2 separate regions of the Drosophila melanogaster genome follow, and region 1 is linked to region 2. Evidence: chromatin contacts called from public HiChIP or PLAC-seq data. All regions are on one chromosome and are shown on one strand. The core of a region is the stretch at or near the end of the contact, and the rest is flanking DNA. Distances in the headings are between cores, read along the strand shown.

Region 1 (4,493 bases), core at 1,442-3,941, 140 kb before region 2:
ACACCAGCATGGTGGACAGATTCTTGTAATCCTCGAACGAAAGCGTGAACTTCTTCTTCTGCACGGCGCCGCTGGCGGATGTGTCCATACCATTGTTCTCATCCACATTGGCCGCTGCTCCATTGTTCTCCATGTCGATGTCGTGCTGAATGCCATCGTCCATGTCCAGACCCTCGTCGTCATCTAAATGAATATCCGGTTGCTCCACGCGAATGATGGACTTGTTGAGCAAACGGAAGGCCTCCTTGACGTGTCGCTCCAGCACGCGATTCGAGCACTCCAGCTTGGCCATGGCCTCGCTCAGTCGAATCATGGACTCCAGCTGACGCACCGTTATCCTCCAGGTGCTCCTGCCCGACGTGCCCGTATCGCGCTGCCTCAAATGGCCATAGTTCTCGACCAGCATGTGTCCGGCCTCCTGGCTAATAACCGGCTTAAATTGCCGCGCAAATGTCACATAGCGAAGGACCTCTTCGCGCGTATATGCCCGCTCCACGGACTCCTCGATGTTCGAGTGCAGATCAACGATCTTGCGAGCAATGGCATAGTCCACCACCTCATTGCATTCGTCCACGAGAATGAAGAACAGATCGAATCGCGACATAATCGGTGCCGATAGCTGAATATTTTGTTGCAAACTCTTGGAGCGATCGTAGCGACCATTAATGGGATTGGCGGCGGCCAGAATCGAAGTGCGCGCATTGAGTGTGGCTCGTACGCCGGCGCGTGCAATCGATATGGTCTGCTGTTCCATGGCCTCGTGAATGGCCACCTGATCGCGCTGATCCATCTTATCGAACTCGTCAATGCAGCAAATGCCATTGTCGGCCAACATGAGGGCGCCCGCCTCGATGACAAAGTCAAAGGACTCCTCGTCGCGCACAACCGCAGCGGTTAAGCCCGCTGCCGAGGATGCCTTGCCCGAGGTGTAGATCGCACGCGGCGAGAAGTCGGATACCTGCTTGAGGAACTGTGACTTGGCCGTGCTGGGATCGCCAACGATGCACACATTGATGTCGCCACGAAGCGATGTCTTTTCGGTGGTGGTCTTCGCAACGCCACCGAATTGCTGCAGAAGAATGCCCCGCTTGACCTCATCGTTGCCGTAGATCGAGGGAAAGAGGCTGCTAATTAGATTCTGGTAGAGATTGCGATCCTTGGACATCTCATAGATCTTGTGCCACTCGGCATCTGTCATCTGCTTCTTCATATCCTCGGCTGTCACCTCCGACATGGGCAGATCGGTGCCGCCAAAACGTGCTGTCGTTGCCTGAACACTGCAGGCAAGGAAGGCCATCCGATAGTTGAGCTCTCGCATGCCCAGTGCCTTTAGGCCAGTGACGCCATCCATGCCCTCGCCGGGCTTGTGGCGTGAACTGTTCTCCGCCCGTGTGCCCACTCCGGCCAGGACACTCACATCGGGCACCACAATCAGAGTGCCCGTGAAATCATAGCGATCGCCAGCCTGAACGGTCTCCACCAGCTCCGAGCGCAGGATAATCTCCACCGCGCGGGGAATACAGCCACGCGGCAGCTCGGCTTGCGTCTCCTGGATGCGAATCTTTTGAAAGTCCAAGAACAGACTCTTCTCCACATCCAGCATGAAACGCTTGCGATTGGAGCACACGGGATTGCGGCAAATGGTGGGATTGGTGAACTTGAACTGCTGCTCTACGTTCCGAATTTCCGTCTGGCAATCGAGGCACATGAAGACGCCGGAAACAAGCTCCGGATGTACGGGATGGGTGCGCACCACCTGGCCGGAGATGCGGATGAGGGTGCCGATTTTGGAGGTGGTCAGATCGCGAACCTTGTGACGCGTCGGCACCTCCGTGAAGGCCACATAGCAATCCTTCTGGGTCTTCAGTCCAATCCGGTCCTTAACGTAGTTCGAAACGGATTGGCAAAGGAACGGATAGATGTGGTAGTACTCCTCGATAATGGCGGTGGCCAGATTCTGATCGTATTTCTCCACATCCTCGAAGCTGACCTCCAGGGTGCAGCGATCCGGGGATTCCAAGCTGGCGGCTGGGCGCGTGTACTTGATCTCGCCATCCTCCTTGAATTCCTCGAGGAAATCCTGAAACAACTTCTGGGCCCGAATGCCCACCTCGTCTTTTACGCGCAGCTGGCCAACCTGAGCATCTGCCACATCCATTTTGGGTCACTTCTTGCTTCAAACTGGTGAATTGCGCGCTAAATTCCGAGATTGCTTTCGTTTCTTGCGAATGTTTACAGCTGCGTGCTTTGCTCGGTTTTGGCGCCTTTTTCTGACAGTTGCTTGGGGGTGGCAACGCTCGTGCGCAGGGATGCCAGCTATTCAAGAGCAAAGGTAAACATGTCTTACGGTCACATTAATTTATTAGTTCAAATATATATAAAAATATATATTTTTTTAATTGCTGAAAGCTTACTTAAATTTCTTGCCCTTGCTAATCAACAAGTAGTTTTCGAATTTTTTGAATAGATCAAATAGTCCAAAAGTTGATTGAGATACGTTGTTTTAATAACTTAATCGGATAACTTAATAATCCAAGAGATGAATGACATGAATTATAAGAATAATTTTATACGAGTAAAGTATTAAAACATTCAACTTAAGTTGTTTATTTTATGAACTTATAGAATTTAGTACGTTTTTAAGACCGATAGTTCGCCCACTCATGTCGCGGAACGCTGTGCACCGATAGGCTTATTCCGAAATAATCGATACCACGCGAATTTCGTGAAATAATTTTATTGATTCTATTTTGGCTAATTTTTTGGCTAAACAGCAGGAGCACAGCGTTGCACGTGTGTTCACCTGTTCGCCGGCACCGTTGTGGCCATAGAAGTCGGTGTGGTACCATTGGATTCATTTGATTCACTGGGACCACCGCCCCCTTCGGAGTTTTGTCCCCACAAATTGCGAAGGAGCCCCGGAAAATGGTGGACGCCGCCAGGCAGATGCTCGACGAGCTGATGGGCAGGAATCGCAACCTGCATCCCTCGGAGGCGGGCGCCAAGGTCAATTGGGAGGATCCGGAGGTGAGTACGCTCAGGATGTGGCGCGCCAAAGAGCCACCTCCAAAATAATGGGGGTTTTTTTTTTTGTCCGCAGTTCTGTCAGTTCTACAACGTTAAGTTCTGTCCGCACGATCTATTCATAAATACGCGCGCAGATCTGGGCCCCTGTGCCCGCATCCACGACGAGGAAGCCCGACATCTCTACGAGGATGCTCGACCCTCGCAGCGGAAGCGTCAGTACGAGGATGAATTCCTGCGCTTTTGCAATGTTATGCTGCACGATGTGGATCGAAAGATCCAGAAGGGAAAACAGCGTTTGCTGCTAATGCAAAGGGATCAGCCCAATGTACCGGCGCCACTGAGCAGGCACCAGGAGCAGCTTGCGAATCTGACGGCCCGGATCAATAAGCTGCTCTCTGAGGCAGAGGAAGCCGGCATTCGGGGTGACGTGGACCAGGCCCAAGATCTAATGACCGTGTGCGAGGAGCTCAAGGAGGAGAAGGAACAGTTGGTACAGCAATACGAGGCCCATCACAAGGCCATCAGCAGCATCAGCCTGACCAAGTCAGCGGAGGACGAGCTGCAGCATCACCCGCGCAGCAGTCCGGTCACAAATCCCAGCGAAGAAAGTCCAACTACTCCTCTTCCAGCCGCCACCACGCTAGATGAAGCGCCGGATGCAGCTCCAAGTTCCGCACAAGCAGCTGTCACAACGACTGACGATGCCGGTGAAGCAGCTGGTGCAGCCAGCGAGGACAAAACGTCAGAGAAGACGGATAGCAAGGCGGCTGGCTGGTCGCATGATGCCATGCCCGAGAAACAAATGAAGGTGTGCGAAATCTGTGGCGCTTTCCTGATAGTCGGCGATGCACAGCAGCGGATCGAGGACCATTTGATGGGTAAACAGCATCTGGGCTACTCCAAACTGCGCAACGCCGTCGCCGAGATCAACGAGGCGCGACAGAAGGAGCGCGAGCAGGAGGAACGACGTCGACGTGAGGGTCGAGTGCAGCGCTTCCACTCCTACGATAGCAGACGGTAAGGTCTCGACGAACCCTGTATCCTATCCTATATGCGCACCTGGCAAAAGATCACAAAACAAAAATAAGTTCGTTCTCAAAAAAAAAATAATTGGCAGAATGCCCTCAATGTGACGATGAGTAATGCTGTTCAATTACTTTCGAGTTTATTTCATTACTTGGTTACTGCACGAAACGAGAAAACTATGCGATGTCATGGTATCCTATAGACAATGTTTTAGTTAACGAACTATGATGATCTTATATCTAATGTGAGCATCTTCCATTCGTTTAATCCTTTAGCGAGCCACGCAGTGAGTACCGCGAGCGAAGTCGCGACTATGTTCAGAATCGCCAGCCCTCGGATCGACGTCACCGTAAGTTCTCACCCCCCCAAATTCGTTTTGCACTTGCACACGGCACTCGAACGTTTACTGAACTACTGTATTTCCATTCCAGATCACCATA
Region 2 (4,477 bases), core at 1,926-4,425:
GGGCAGTCCGGCAAGTAGCAGATCCGCGGAAATCCCACGGCGAAGAAGGCACGACCCGGATGCGGATGCTCCTCCGTCTGCAGTCCCGATGCAATGCTGCCATGCAAATGAAAAAGAGTGATTATAGTTGATTGCTCAGTGGCCACAGGCACATTCACACTTACTCGTAAACAATCTGTATGGTGTTCTGACCCTCGTGTCCTGGCAGATTCTTGCTGATTATGCTCCACGACATGCTGCCAATGGGCTGATTGCCAACCTTCTCGCCGTAAACGATGCCGCATACAGGGCACTCGATGAAAAGGTTCTAGGGGAATGAAATTTAAATAAACTTTCTCTTTCTAATTGGCATCGCTTTCGCGTGCTCACCTTGTTCATTTCGTTTTGCTGGGCAATTATCATCCCATTGAGGCACTGCAAATGCATGAGATGCTGGCAGCGACTCAGCGAAATGGCCGGATTCTGGGCGGAGTGCACCAGCTCCTCCATGCACATGGGACAGGGCTGGGCATTGGGCCACAGCGGTGGCTCCACCACCTTGACAAAACGCGATATCATATCGCTGGCCGGGTCCACGCCCACAATCGAACCGGCGATTGATTGCTGCTGCTGCTGCTGCGCCTGTTGCTGCTGTTGCATCTGCAGCTGCTGTTGCTGTTGTTGCTGCTGCTGTTGCTGTCGCGGATGCAGTGGTAATGGCGGCGGCACCGGCGCCCTTTCGCCCAGCGACGATGGCGGCAGCGAGGGCACAAAAACTTCATCGCTGCCAAGCGAGCAGTCCAGCAGATCATTGACCGAAATGGCAAAGTTCCTGCTGCGCAGGCTCTCCTTGCTCTCGTGGCTGAGGTAAGTGGACACAGTGTCCACACTGGGTCTCCGCCGATGCGATTTCACACTGTTCGTGTCCGTGTCCGAGGTCCGCGTACGCGATCTCGAGCGATGCGAGCCCATCCGGCTGCTCCTTTGCGACTGCAGCGATCCCTCCGAGCAGCGACTATGATGACTGTTCATCGAGGCAGTCAGCATGTTCTTGGCGTGCGAAAAGTGCGCATGCGACAGATGGTTGGCATGGTGCAGCGAGGCCGATGAGGAGGATGAACTGGCACTGGCCGCCGTCGACATGTTCGATTGGTGCTTAGTGCTGCTGCTGAAGATGTTTAGGTTGTTGAGTATCTGGCGTAGATTGGTGGTGGAGATCTCGCTGTGCTTCTTGGGCGGCTTCCTGGGCGCCGTCTGATGATGGATTTGATGGTGCTGCATCTGATGTTGCTGCTGTTGCTGATGCTGTTGTTGCTGATGCTGGTGATGATGTTGCTGCTGCTGCTGCTGTTGATGCTGGTGCTGATGCTGCTGCTGCTGCACTTGATGGCTGGTGGGCAATGGGTGCTGTTGCCTGGTCATGGGCACTCTGTGCAGGCTCTTGGTGTCTCCCAGTTTGGGTAGAGTGTTGTACTGGCTGCTCACGCTGGCGGAATTCGACTTGAGTTGGTTGGCCTGTTGTGGCGTTAGTTTCACCAAGGGATACGGCGCCTGTTGGGTACGCCGAATGCTGCGCATGGGTCCGCTGGGTTGGCGCAGCTGGGTGAGATTGCAAAAGTTAATGGTGTACGGCAGGCCGATGTGGGTGTTGCACAGGTCCAAGGTTTGTTCGCCCTGCAAGGGAGTAGGAATAAGTTATGTTACAATCTATAATTGATGATATTGATTGATTGATATGCGGTTGCAGTTGGACTTTGTGCAAGAAGAAGAATAAATTTATATAGCCCCTAAAATTTGATCATAATACCATAACTCAGCCAAAACTCCAGCGATTTAAGTGCGAATGATTTTAATAGTCATTATTTTTAAAGCAGAAAGTTTCTGTATTCAAACTTTTACAAAAGTGAAAATTAAATTTTTTTTCAATTTTTTTGTCCCATTTTGAGGTTGCAAAAATGGAAATTTTTGAAAAAAAAATTAATTTGATTTTAGCTAAAAAATTTAAATGCAGATTTATTTGTCTAAGCATCAGAAATTCAAAAAGGTACACTTCTTCGATCTACTACGTTTTTTGGCTGAGATGTGAACTGTGGAATTTGGCTTATATGTACTATTTAAACACCTATGGACACATCACAGACTGGTGCATCCTTAGCCAATTCTTCAGGATCAGTGGTAAACCCACACTCTTTTAAGATTCCCCATATATTCTCCCGATAAAAAAATTCCTGAGCAACTCAAAATTCCAACTAGACTGCCAATGGGAAAACATTCGATTCTGCACGGCACTCACCCTCGCCCAGGCGTCCTCGATGATGCACTGGACGTGCATGTTGTAGGGCCGCCAGTCGTTGTTGCTATCGGCACTGCCGCCCGACCACTCCCACTTGGTGCCCTTGCCCGCCGGCGAGCTGGGTGCGTAGAACATGCGCCGAACACCGATGGTCAGCAGGCCGGAGCCGGCCGTTTCCGCCTCCGATTCCTGGGTCATTGTGCGCACGTTGACGTAGTACTGCTCCAGGCTGGGATCCGCATCGCTCAGCATGACGCGCGTCAGTTTCTTGGCGTGGGCGCGTTCCAAGTGCTGCGACACCGCCGGCGAATAGGGCAGCCACTTGCCGCGCGACTCGAACTCCCACACGCAGACGGCGTGGGCGTGGTTCACGGGCGGCCCACCGGATCCGGCGGTGGACAGGGCCATGGTGGCACAACTGGAGGCGGCGCTACCTCCGCCACCGGGAACAACGGATCCGGATGCCGCACTTCCGGCGCTGCTGGCCATTGCTTGCAGTTGATCCGTTATCCGTGGAGTGAGCCCATTGCCATATCCATGCCCATTTCCATATCCAACTCCTCCTGCGCTCTCTTCACTAGCTCTCACTCACTCACTCTCTCTCTCTCGCTCTCTCTTGCTGTTGCTGTCGCGCTATCTCGCTCGCTCGCGAAGATGGGCACAAAATAAACAAAGAAATTAAAAATGGTGGACCCGCTGCCAGCGTTAGTTATCCCTGATTTTCCCTGGCTTCCATTTTCCCGAAGTTTTCGTTCTGGTTCTTTAGTCACTCGGTTTCGTTTAGGCGCAGCTTAAGAATTCACGTTTGATGGTAAAAACAGTTTTTCTAGCATTTAGCGCAAGCGCAGGCGAGAAATTTTTATTGTTGGACAGCGATTTAATGAGAGACAACAGCGGAAAATGGCTAAATAAGGCCGGATGAAAATACCGCACTGCATCTGCAGCCACCAGTTGGATTCGGTAGTTTCAGGGTTGGCATAACTGGTTGCTAGCTAGATCTAGCTAAATGTTTAATATTTTTTATTTTCTTTTCTTGCACTTGAATATAAACAGATACTATTTTTAGCTTGTTAATTAATCAATTAATATATGTGTAATTGAATTCTATATTGAAATGAAAAAAATAAGAACTTGCAATGATTTTACTTGATATTAATTTCAATATTTTTTATTTACTTTGGCAAGTTTAAGCTACTTTTCTTAAGCAACGCGACCTCCAACACTGGCTGCTTCCAAAGTTTCTTTCTATTTAGTATTTCTTTTCAAGATTTTCGGTAATACAAATCGGTCACTTTTAAGAAATTCATAATTTGAGCATGTCTTTGCTGTAACGATCACATTTGTGGTGTATGTCCTAGATAGGATGGAATGTTAGATATATTATTTTTATTTAAACGAAAGGTATTCTGACCACGATTTGATTCGTTTTCAAGCGCTGGCCTATTAAAAAAGAAGTTACGCTTAAATAACATTGTTTTTTAACTTATCTGATGTACCTTAAAATTTTTAAAACATAAATGGAGCGAGTCTCTGCTAAGAATAAGCATAGCCTCTCACCTCGGTATATCGCTTCTTTTGGCGTTTCGGTGCAAATGTGGCACGGTCAGATCGAATCTACTCGATTTCCAACATTGGAACTGCCACTTCCTTTCTTTTTCGTTCCACGTTTCCGGTGAGTGCATGTGCCTAGCGAGCAGTCCTGAATTTTGTGCTAAAAACCAATATTTTATTTACTTTCAGCGAGTATTTCGATACGTTCGTGGTCGTGCTTATCACAGGTAAAGCTCACAATTCCAGAAATTCACCCAAAAACTACGCGGCCGGCGAAAATGTGTGCAAAACCAAATTTTTTGTATAATTTTTTTTCTGTGGGCTTCCAAAGCCGGATTTAAATGTGCCACTTAAAAGAACAAAGTGTAAACAACACGTGAAGTACGCAGTATACTCCGAAAACCTTTTTTTTTTTTGTAGTGAAATTGCCAAATTCCAACCCATTTGAACAAAAATGTGCGTTGCGGCATGTTTTTGTGCATGTGTTGGTGCAGGTGTATGGAGTGTGTGTGTAGAAGTGTTGTTAAAGAAACCTTAAAACTTCAAAGTTATCAAAATGAAAGTAATATTTCTTCAATTTAATGAAAACGGAGTAGATTTCTTCGGAAAATCTGCGAAAAAACGTGTGTTGTTTATACCCAATTATCACACACA

Evidence for each region. HiChIP or PLAC-seq counts read pairs in DNA pulled down with a chosen protein or histone mark.
Region 1: a POLR2A S2P HiChIP or PLAC-seq map of the Kc167 cell line shows a contact between it and region 2, with 2.7 times the contacts expected there. The contact joins the promoter of CG3198 here to the promoter of dx in region 2. A contact is called at or near these places in 11 of 107 Hi-C or Micro-C datasets (the D17-c3 cell line, the Kc167 cell line, the S2 cell line and 4 more) and 2 of 6 datasets of contacts at active chromatin or transcription factors (both in the Kc167 cell line).

The regions. Positions count from the first base shown.
Region 1 is chrX:6,672,171-6,676,663 of dm6, reverse strand. CG3198 reads left to right here and starts at 2,691. Exons shown (of 4, transcript NM_132109.2): 1 at 2,691-3,027; 2 at 3,101-4,044; 3 at 4,329-4,402; 4 at 4,485-4,493. The coding sequence starts at 2,926. Mcm6 (Minichromosome maintenance 6) reads right to left here and starts at 2,277. Exons shown (of 1, transcript NM_078510.3): 1 at 1-2,277. The coding sequence starts at 2,158.
Region 2 is chrX:6,532,697-6,537,173 of dm6, reverse strand. It overlaps dx (deltex), which reads right to left and starts at 3,175. Exons shown (of 4, transcript NM_078509.3): 1 at 2,273-3,175; 2 at 370-1,653; 3 at 165-307; 4 at 1-96. The coding sequence starts at 2,761. RpL7A (Ribosomal protein L7A) reads left to right here and starts at 3,826. Exons shown (of 6, transcript NM_167073.3): 1 at 3,826-3,944; 2 at 4,013-4,050.